3 separate regions of the Sus scrofa genome follow, and regions 2 and 3 are each linked to region 1. The links are chromatin contacts, called in public Hi-C and HiChIP or PLAC-seq maps. All regions are on one chromosome and are shown on one strand. Each heading gives the region's core, a stretch centred on a gene start, on an enhancer-like site or on the middle of the called end of the contact. The rest is flanking DNA. Distances are from core to core; before and after follow the strand shown.

Region 1 (2,793 bases), core at 216-2,715:
TCTTTGTCAGATATGTGATTTGAGAATATTTCTCCCGTTTTCTCATTCTCTCAACAGTGTCTTTCATAGAGCAGAAGCTTTAAAACGTGAGGTCTCAGGATTGGTCTTGAATATTCCATGTGGATGCTGGTTGATTCTCAGTCTCCCAGCTTCCCTTCATCTCATCCCCATATGTTTGGTCTCCGCATTGAATTCCCAAGATTCTCTCATACCACTTGCCCAAAGAGTTAATTCGAGCTCTTTATTATGTAATATAAAGAAATACTTGAGTTGCTTTTAAAATCAATTCAACATTTGGTAAGTTCGTTATGCTCTTGTATCCATACACATTTCTGAGTCATTCTATCTGGCAGGTAGACACGTGGTCTTCTTCACCTTGCTCTCAGTCAAACCTAGTATATCAGAAGATGTGAGTACCATCACTGTAAGGGATTTTGGAACCCTGGTAGTAAACATGTGGTCTGTGGATCAGCAGTGTCAGCATTACCTGGGAGCCGGTAAGGAATTCAGACTCAGACCCTACCCTGAGCCTAAGAGTTAAAATCTGCATTTTAATGAGATCCCCAGGTGCACATTAACGTTTTCTAGCACAGCTGTATAGCTCATCTGGTTCTCACTCTTATTTTCCAAACAAAGAAACTGAGGTCCGAAGAGATCAAGGATGGACCCAAGGTCAGAGGCAGGTGGTGCTAGAAGCCAGGATGAGAACCTGGCCCTCTCAATTCAAGGCCAGTGTGCTCTGCATGGCACCACCTGCCTCCAGCATTTTGAATGACAACGACAGCCTAAGCTTCTCCCCCATCCTTGGCCATGCGTGGAGCATCAGCATTTGTCTTGATGTGGTCTTGTTCCAAAAGACTCCCTTCACTTCTTATTTCCAATATCCCTTAGGATTATCCAACTTTCAAATTGCAGGCTTTTGAATTTTCCTAATGAAATGAACTAAACACTCTTTGGGGGAATAAAATGATTTTTCCCCTTGCATTTGTTTACTTCTCTGTAAGCTCCTGAGATGGCTTACATGCTAGTTGTTAATCACACCATCTGTTCCAACAGCACTTCGAAATCATTTGATTCATACTTTTCTTTTTAAGGAATTTTTTTTTCTAGAACAATATGTTTATGTCTGTGTTACTCCCATCATTTGGCAATGCAGTATGAGCTATTTAAACTTTCCTATTTATTGTAAATGGCTTTTCAATCAGCAAATATTTTTTTAAATGTGCGTACACCACAAAAAACTGTGTCTACTGACTTTTCAAACATTGGAAACAGTAGAAAAATCTGTTTCAGTCTGTCTGTTGTCAAATTTTTAACCATCTGATTATATTTAAATGAAGCGTTTGGGAGGATGATTTATCTGAATGACCCTGAGAAATTTTCCCCATTGGCCCTGAAGATGGCAGTGCTGTGCAATTTAGCACAACCCTTCACTCCCCGCCTCCACCCCTCAAAAGGAATTTCTGGAATGGGCGAACTGGGGGAGGATTCGCTAAATCTGAACCTTCTAACACTTAGCATAAACCTCTTCTGAACCCTGGGATAATTTGGTTTATCTTTTGCTCCTTTTGTTTTTGTTTAAAGCTGTACCCCATGCATTTCCTGTTTCCAGCCAGGATCAGAAATGGAACTAGTTTAAAGGTTATTCCCATATCACGGGTAACCAGGAAGTGCCTATACAGTTTACTGAGAAGCTGGTTTTCACAAGGCCGCTTGGCTTTAAAAAAAAAATTTTTTTTTTTTTTTTTAAATCCCAACAAAGGCTCAACCCAAGATAAGCAGATAAGTGGGAACTAAGAATACCAGAGGTTTTGAATGCCTACTGGGACCACATCTCTGGGAGCTTGCCACTGCTGTTTTCCTCTTCTCAACAACGGAGGCCTGCTGTCACATTCTTTAAATTTCGTTAGCAGGATCTGGAACAGGGGTTTAGAGGGACACATGCTCAGGCCCCGGGCAGTATAAATTTCTGGCTCCTGTCATTGTTAAGGTATGGGCACAGAAAGAGAAGAGGATGAGAGTGTGTAGATATATCCTACTTACTTTTTGAGACTTTCAAAATTTGGTGACAATTCTACTCCCCAGAAAACATTTATTAAAGATGTAATTATGTGAAAGGCATTATGTTAAGTGCTGTTATAAAGAAGAGCCAGCAATATTTATGTGCCACAAGTCAGACCCTTGCCAAATGCTTTAGCAACTTTTCATTTAATCTTTACCAGAATGGTGTGAGGCAGACACTATACTCAATTTTTTTTTTTAACATGTGGAAGCTGAGAGACAGGGAGGTTAGTAAATGTGCTAGGTCATGCAACTTGAAAATAAAATTGCTGAGATTCAAAGTCAAGCCTCCTAAACTTAGAACCTGTACAATCAATTGTTGCCTTGTATTTTGATTTATAGATGATGACATAGCATAGACATCAAACTCTCAAGTTAGAATTAGACATATTTGATACCCATTTAAGGATGTCAGAGAAGGGGAGACTAGGTCTCAGGAGTATTTTCCTTCTGCTAAATGTGACACAGTTGTAAAAAAGCCAGACCTTCAGTGAACATGTATGCCATTTGGTTGGGGAATCAACATGTTCCCCAAGGTGGAACAGCACACCTAAATGACTCAAGATGTCTTTTCCCAGTGTGATCTATTCAGAAAATTTCTAGGGCAGAGACTTGCTAATAAAACTATGGAGGAGTTCCCTGGTGGCCTAGTGGTTAAGGACTTGGATTCCATCATAGGTCAGGGAACTTCTGTATGCCATGGGTGCTGCTGAAAAAAGAAAAAAATCAAAC
Region 2 (2,868 bases), core at 70-2,569, 550 kb after region 1:
AGAGGTTGTGATCACTCTGAACCCTGCAGCCCCCTGTCCTGTTCCTTGAGGTGCCACTTGACAGATGGCTCTTCCCCAGTTTTGAAATCCCTTCTCATGTCATCAGAAGAATTTGTTCGGTACTCCATTCTCACAGCATGACAACTGCATCCGCCACTGAGAAGCTAACTCAGCCAGGGGCTGAGCGGTTTAAAGTATTCCATCTTCCAGGTCAGGAACCTCTATTGTCATGAGAGGCTCTTGTGCTGTGAGCAGTATATGTGAGTAGACGCTCACAGAGGAAGATGTTGTAGGGGAGGAAAATCCTTCAAACCTCTTCCCCCCAGCCCCCAGGTAACTCCAGCGAAGCATCCTCCTGACCCACTGGATGACAGGGACCCAAGATGCAGTAATCACAGAGCAAAAACTGCTTTGCTTTCTAACGCTGAAGTCATGGGCTTTCAGTGTAAACCCGCAAATCATGATGAAAACCACAATAGAAAGTAAAACTGATAAATTTCAGAAATCTCTTTTCTCCTACACACCCCCATCTCTCCTTCAACCCTGACGCACATGTTTATTTCTTGTGTCTAAAACAAACAAACAGGAGTTCCCACTGTGGTACAGTGGGTAAAGGATCCGGTATTGCCACAGCTGTGGCATAGGTCACAGCTGCAAGTCAATCCCTGGCCTGGGAAATTTCATATACCACGGGTGCAGCCAAAAAATAAACAAATAAAAATGAAACAAAAATCTTACTTTGCCTTGAAAAATAAATCTATTACAACCCCTTAATAGAAAAGATCTTCCATTATTTTCCCCTCTCCTTTCATATTCTGAGCATGTAGAGGAAACATTGTTTCTCAAAATTGTATCATAGATAAGTAGTGAAAACTTAAATTTAACAGCTTAGTTTTGAATTTGGGGGTTAGAGGCAAGATTTTAGGCTCAAAACTTCTGTGAACTTTTGTTTTCTACTTTGTAAAAATGGGAATAATAGCTATCACATAAGATTGTCGTGAAGTCAGTTCAATAAGGTCATACATAAAAAGTACCTAGAACTTAAGTAGAAACTGGGTAAATGTCATTCCCTTCTTGGTTTCTTACAAAATCACCCACTAAATGATTGAGGAGATTAAAGATGGTCTCATGGAAAAGCTAGTGTTCCAGCAGGTTGTTTGTTCAAGCATAAGTTAGAGAAAGGGGCTATGGAGAGATGTCAGAGCCATGTGTAGAGTGATATTTAAGGCAGACTAATGCAGCAGACAGAGTTGAGAGGAGGCTGAGGAGGAGGAGACAGAGGCAGAGGCAAGAACTGTGATATGCCTTCTGCATGAATGTAGGCACAGTGAAGGGGAGGGATGACTATTGGACACATATCAGAGGCAAAACTCAGAAGAGTTATTGACTGGCTGGATTCAGGAATGGCTGAATTGGTGACGTCTCAAGAACTGGAAGCTTGGCAAAAGATTGGGAATGTGATCATGCTATTAAAAGAAGGAAAAAAAGAGGGAGGGGTGTGTTTGGGGTTCTTTGAGGGGGGAATTTAGAAAATAGTGGGCTTGAGGTATTTCAACTAGATATTTAAGTATCTTAATCAAATATTAAGAGAACCAAGTAAAGAGAGAGAAACAAAAACTAAAGCTTTGGTGGGATTTAAAAAAACCACAAACACCCAGGAAGGAGAAATGGGCATCATCAAAGAAGATGGATTAATTCCGTCCTTGGCACTGGATGTATTTCCTAGGAAAAAGAAGGGTTGAGGACTGACTTTTCAATGTAACGAAAGTACCTGGTTAAGGAGAGAGTGGAGGAAGCTGAATGAGGAAAAAAAAAAAAAAAAAAAAAAACACTGAAGAATGCCCAGAAAGGTGGGACGAGTTCCTAGGAGTGAGAGACCTGGAAGCATAGGTGCAGAAGTAAGGAGTAATTTCAGATGTAGTAAAACCAAAGAGAATGCAGATCAGAAGAGAGTGTGGCAAGGATCAAGTCCCAGTCCTGCCAGAAGGCTCTTTTCCTGCTTCCCACCTCTGCCTCTCACCATGTCTTTCCCAACATTAAGGTGGAGAGCAGAACCAGAGGGTAGAAGGCCAGCGCCTGACCTCCTCCAAACTTGCCTTCTTCTGTATGTTTTACAAAAGACCCTGACCTCAGTGACCTCGAGCAAAGGCTCTTAATCTCAGTGACCCCCTCAATCTCCTTATCTTCCACTGGAGTTATACCAATTTTCTTTCCGACTTTTGGAAAGAGCTGAGGCAGCGATGCAGCCTCAAAGCATTTTCAGCTAAAACATGTGCAGAGGAGAGAGAGCACTGGTAAATAATCAAGCATGTCAATAATCTAGGTAGATAAATGGTTGCTAAAAGGTATTCTTTAAATCACTTATTTTTTTTTCCTGGTTTGCAGATTTATTTATTTATTTATTTACTGTAAGCTTAGTGACCTGTGTTAAGGTTGTTATAAATACTCAGCATCTCTACGGGGAATTGAAGGTGTTTGTGCAGTATTATGCCTCTTAGATGTAATTGTCATTTGAACCTTAAATTATCTTTACTTTCATGCCCAGTTAGTAATCATTTGATTACATGATTACACAGAGTGGAAATTAACAGAGGGAGAGAGGTGGCCCTAGCCATTTGTTTTTTCCAGATAAGTATCTTTCAGCTTGTTCAACACATAAAATAGAAACCTACCACATTTAAAATGTTTCAAAGTGCTATGCAGATACTTCCTCTTCCTAAAACTTTTTTCAAAGAATCTTTTTAGTCCTCAGCAACAACCATAAGAAAGGAATGTTAGAGGAAATCTGAAATTTTTGAAGTAAATATATAGGAAAGTAAAATTTTGGACTTTGCCATGTATATAAATAGGGAAATGGTCTCAGATACC
Region 3 (3,107 bases), core at 20-2,519, 580 kb after region 1:
ACGACTGGTGATTTGCCCGTGACATTAGCCAAGGAGAAGAGAAACCTGTATTAGACACAGTCCCCAAAAGACACTTTCTGCACATTGACAAGCTGAACAGTGTGACACTCTTAAGGAGGTTTCTAGATGGTAGAGCAGAAGGAGGTCAACTACACACATGAGTTGTCACTTCTTTTTTTTTTTTTTGTCTTTTGTCTTTTGTCTTGTCTTTTTTTTGTTGTTGTTGTTGTTGTTATTGTTGCTATTTCTTGGGCCACTCCCGTGGCATATGGAGGTTCCCAGGCTAGGGGTTGAATTGGAGCTGTAGCCACCGACCTACGCCAGAGCCACAGCAACGCGGGATCCGAGCCGAGTCTGCAACCTACACCACAGCACGGCAACGCCGGATCGTTAACCCACTGAGCAAGGGCAGGGATCGAACCCGCAACCTCATGGTTCCTAGTCGGATTCGTTAACCACTGCACCACGACGGGAACTCCATGAGTTGTCACTTCTGATATGCCACCCATCATCCCTCTGCCAACACACTTTTCATATCAGGGTGGTGTGGCTGGGTTCCCCAGGCCAGGCATACCCCACACTGACCTGGGACATGGAACGTAATGTGGTAGATATCTAGAGTTCCAAAAGAATCCGGTATACTGCAGCACCATGTTTTCTGCAATCCGCTTTCTGATTTTACTTTTAAAAAATCTGGTGCTTTTGTGTCTGATGTTACCGTATTTTCATTATCTTATGGTAAATTCTTCAAGCATTACTTTATAGTTGGTGTTAAAAAAAATTGCTCATGAGGCCTTTCCTTCTATCCATCCCTACCCAGTCTCATTTTTCCCTGAAAATGTTGAAGCCTTGTCCTTTGGATTTACCTTGACTTTGAGCACTGGCTGTTTTGCAGTAAGTCAGTTTTGCTTGGAAGGACCCCAAGAAGGGTCAAAAAACTGAAAACTTCTGTGGGACAATCTAGGTGAATTCCATAGAACTCAAAAATAAGTACGTCCTATTTGCTTGATAAAAATTCCATTCTGGAGAAATCATGCAGTGGTGGTTTCCCACCCAGTGGATGTTAGAAACAAGTGATGAGAAGTCCTAGTGAGAACTGATGTCCAAATTAGGAGATGTGCCCAAGGCAAAAACACTGTCGCTCATGGTCACGATTCAAGGATTTGTCTAAAAAAATGTTCTTCCAGTACCTTCCTGGAAGAGAGTACAGCCTCCAAGAAGACTAATGCACATGGCATGTTAGCTGCAGTTCTCCACAGGCTGCTTGCCCTGCTGCGCTCTGTTTTTGATTCTGTGGGAAGCGCACACAAGGTTACCCCTGGACCAAGGCCATGCATATATTCAATACTGCAGGAGGCAGTGTGATCACATCACTCTTTCTGGACCTCTTCTTGATATTAATGGAGTCTGAATAAGTCCTTGTGTGCTAAGGGCAGAGAGTTTTTTAAAAGAAAAAAGTGTCGGCGTTCCCATCGTGGCTCAGCAGAAACGAATCTGACTAGTATCCATGAGGATGCAGGTTTGATCCCTGGCCTCACTCAGTGGGTTAAGGAGCAGTATTGCCATGAGCTGTGGTGTGGGTTGCAGACGTGGCTCAGATCTGGTGTTGCTGTGGTTGTGGTGTAGGCTAGCAGCTGTGACTCTGATTTGACCCCTAGCCTGGGAACTTCCATATGCTACAGCTGCGGCCCTAAATAGACAAAAAAAAAAAAAAGTGTCTGGTCACCACCATGTTCATGCACATTCCCATTGTTGCAATGGCATCATTCGGCCACATTGTCCAGAGCTTTGCCTGGGTCATGGAAGAGCTCCAGTGAAGTGCGTACATGACTGCTGGCCAACTCCATCCAAAGACCTAAGCTTGTTTTACATCTGCTTTCTGTGTTACTTTGACTTTTCAGATTGGGTACATGCCCAGGAGGGCTTGAAAACTGCTCTTACCCACATTCTGGAATGTTCTTTACATAGGGAAAGTTACTAGGGCCTTATCCTCTGCGAGGAGACAGAAAAGGTAATGTTTAGAGGAAAAATTACAAATCTAGTAAAAAGGCTGGAAATCTTTCACGGGTTTTTATTGCCCGTTTCGTTTCCTGAATGTTTGTCTTAAGCCCTGTTACTGTACTAAAAACAGAAAATTTTGGCACCTCTAGGACAAGAGAAATACTTAAAGACACGTGCGATGCTCCTGGTACCTCTAAGACAGTGTGATCATACCTTTGGGACTGTGACGTGTTCACGTCTCCCTCACCCAGTGTGTACAGTAGAGCAGGGTCTAAATGTGCATATTGTTGAGCTGTTCCCTCCACAGGCTGGAAGCTTATGAGTAAATCATTGCCATGAAAGCAAAAGCGCTGGAACCATCCTGGGAGGCCAGGGGGGTGAGGGCTGTCTTGCAGAACCAAAACCCCCATACATTCTCTACCAAGGAAGGAAGTCTGGCTTTTACAAGGGACCACACCTAGAAGTGTGCCAGTGTTTTAACTCCCGAGTGCTTTGAATGCCACGTCAGGCTTACGATGAGACTGCGTCAGGCAGCTGTTACCACCCTGGATGGTGACACACACACCCCCCAGCAGTCCCCCTCCAGTCACCTTTCTACACCTTTCTACTCAGGTTCTGCCAGAGACGAACAATAAATCATGGAGTAAGATTTTATTAAAGCATAAAGATCTTGGGTGGAAGATGTAGGTGTTACTATGAAACAGTTTTTTTCTGAAAGGCATTTTCCAGTAACTTTATCCTTAACTACAGCTGGAACGTTTCTTTTTTCTGTGTGAAGCCAAGGCAGCAGCCGTCACCAGCTCGTTAAATCTTGCAGAATCAAATCCCATGGGAAACAAACCAGTTCCCAAAAATGCTTATAACTTCTGAACCAGAAGTTCCTCTCCTGAGAATTTAATTTAATAATGCAAAGGTAAGAGGAGGAGCCCTTCATCAAAAATGTAAGCTCTTCCTCTTTTTAGTGTGCTAACAACAATAGCTAATACTCATTGAACTGTTCTAAGCCCTTCATATATGTTTATATATGTCAATTGTAACAATCCTTTGAAATAAATATTATTAGTATCCCCATTTCACAGATTATGAAACCAGAGACTTGCCTGGGG

The links. A called contact is a pair of places that touch in the nucleus more often than the background predicts. HiChIP or PLAC-seq counts read pairs in DNA pulled down with a chosen protein or histone mark.
Region 2: a contact with region 1 is called in an H3K27ac HiChIP or PLAC-seq map of alveolar macrophages. The contact joins two enhancer-like sites. A contact is called at or near these places in 19 of 47 Hi-C or Micro-C datasets (alveolar macrophages, brain, embryonic fibroblasts and 12 more) and 2 of 2 datasets of contacts at active chromatin or transcription factors (alveolar macrophages and skeletal muscle).
Region 3: a contact with region 1 is called in a Hi-C map of embryonic fibroblasts, with 1.8 times the contacts expected there. The contact joins two enhancer-like sites. A contact is called at or near these places in 1 of 47 Hi-C or Micro-C datasets (embryonic fibroblasts) and 2 of 2 datasets of contacts at active chromatin or transcription factors (alveolar macrophages and skeletal muscle).

Annotation. Positions count from the first base shown.
Region 1 is chr15:67,788,278-67,791,070 of Sscrofa11.1, reverse strand. No RefSeq gene overlaps it. Among named protein-coding and RNA genes, the nearest start is that of TANK, 180 kb to the left of the region's middle. Within about 2 kb of position 1,465, at least 48 of the 83 cell types and tissues checked have an H3K27ac peak or open chromatin away from gene starts, as enhancers often do. A contact at or near this core is called in alveolar macrophages, embryonic fibroblasts and omental adipose tissue, where this site is marked.
Region 2 is chr15:67,236,837-67,239,704 of Sscrofa11.1, reverse strand. The region is part of intron 2 of RBMS1 (RNA-binding motif, single-stranded-interacting protein 1); the gene reads left to right. Among named protein-coding and RNA genes, the nearest start is that of ITGB6, 120 kb to the right of the region's middle. Within about 2 kb of position 1,319, at least 3 of the 83 cell types and tissues checked have an H3K27ac peak or open chromatin away from gene starts, as enhancers often do. A contact at or near this core is called in alveolar macrophages and omental adipose tissue, where this site is marked.
Region 3 is chr15:67,212,558-67,215,664 of Sscrofa11.1, reverse strand. The region is part of intron 6 of RBMS1 (RNA-binding motif, single-stranded-interacting protein 1); the gene reads left to right. Among named protein-coding and RNA genes, the nearest start is that of ITGB6, 93 kb to the right of the region's middle. Within about 2 kb of position 1,269, at least 7 of the 83 cell types and tissues checked have an H3K27ac peak or open chromatin away from gene starts, as enhancers often do. A contact at or near this core is called in embryonic fibroblasts, where this site is marked.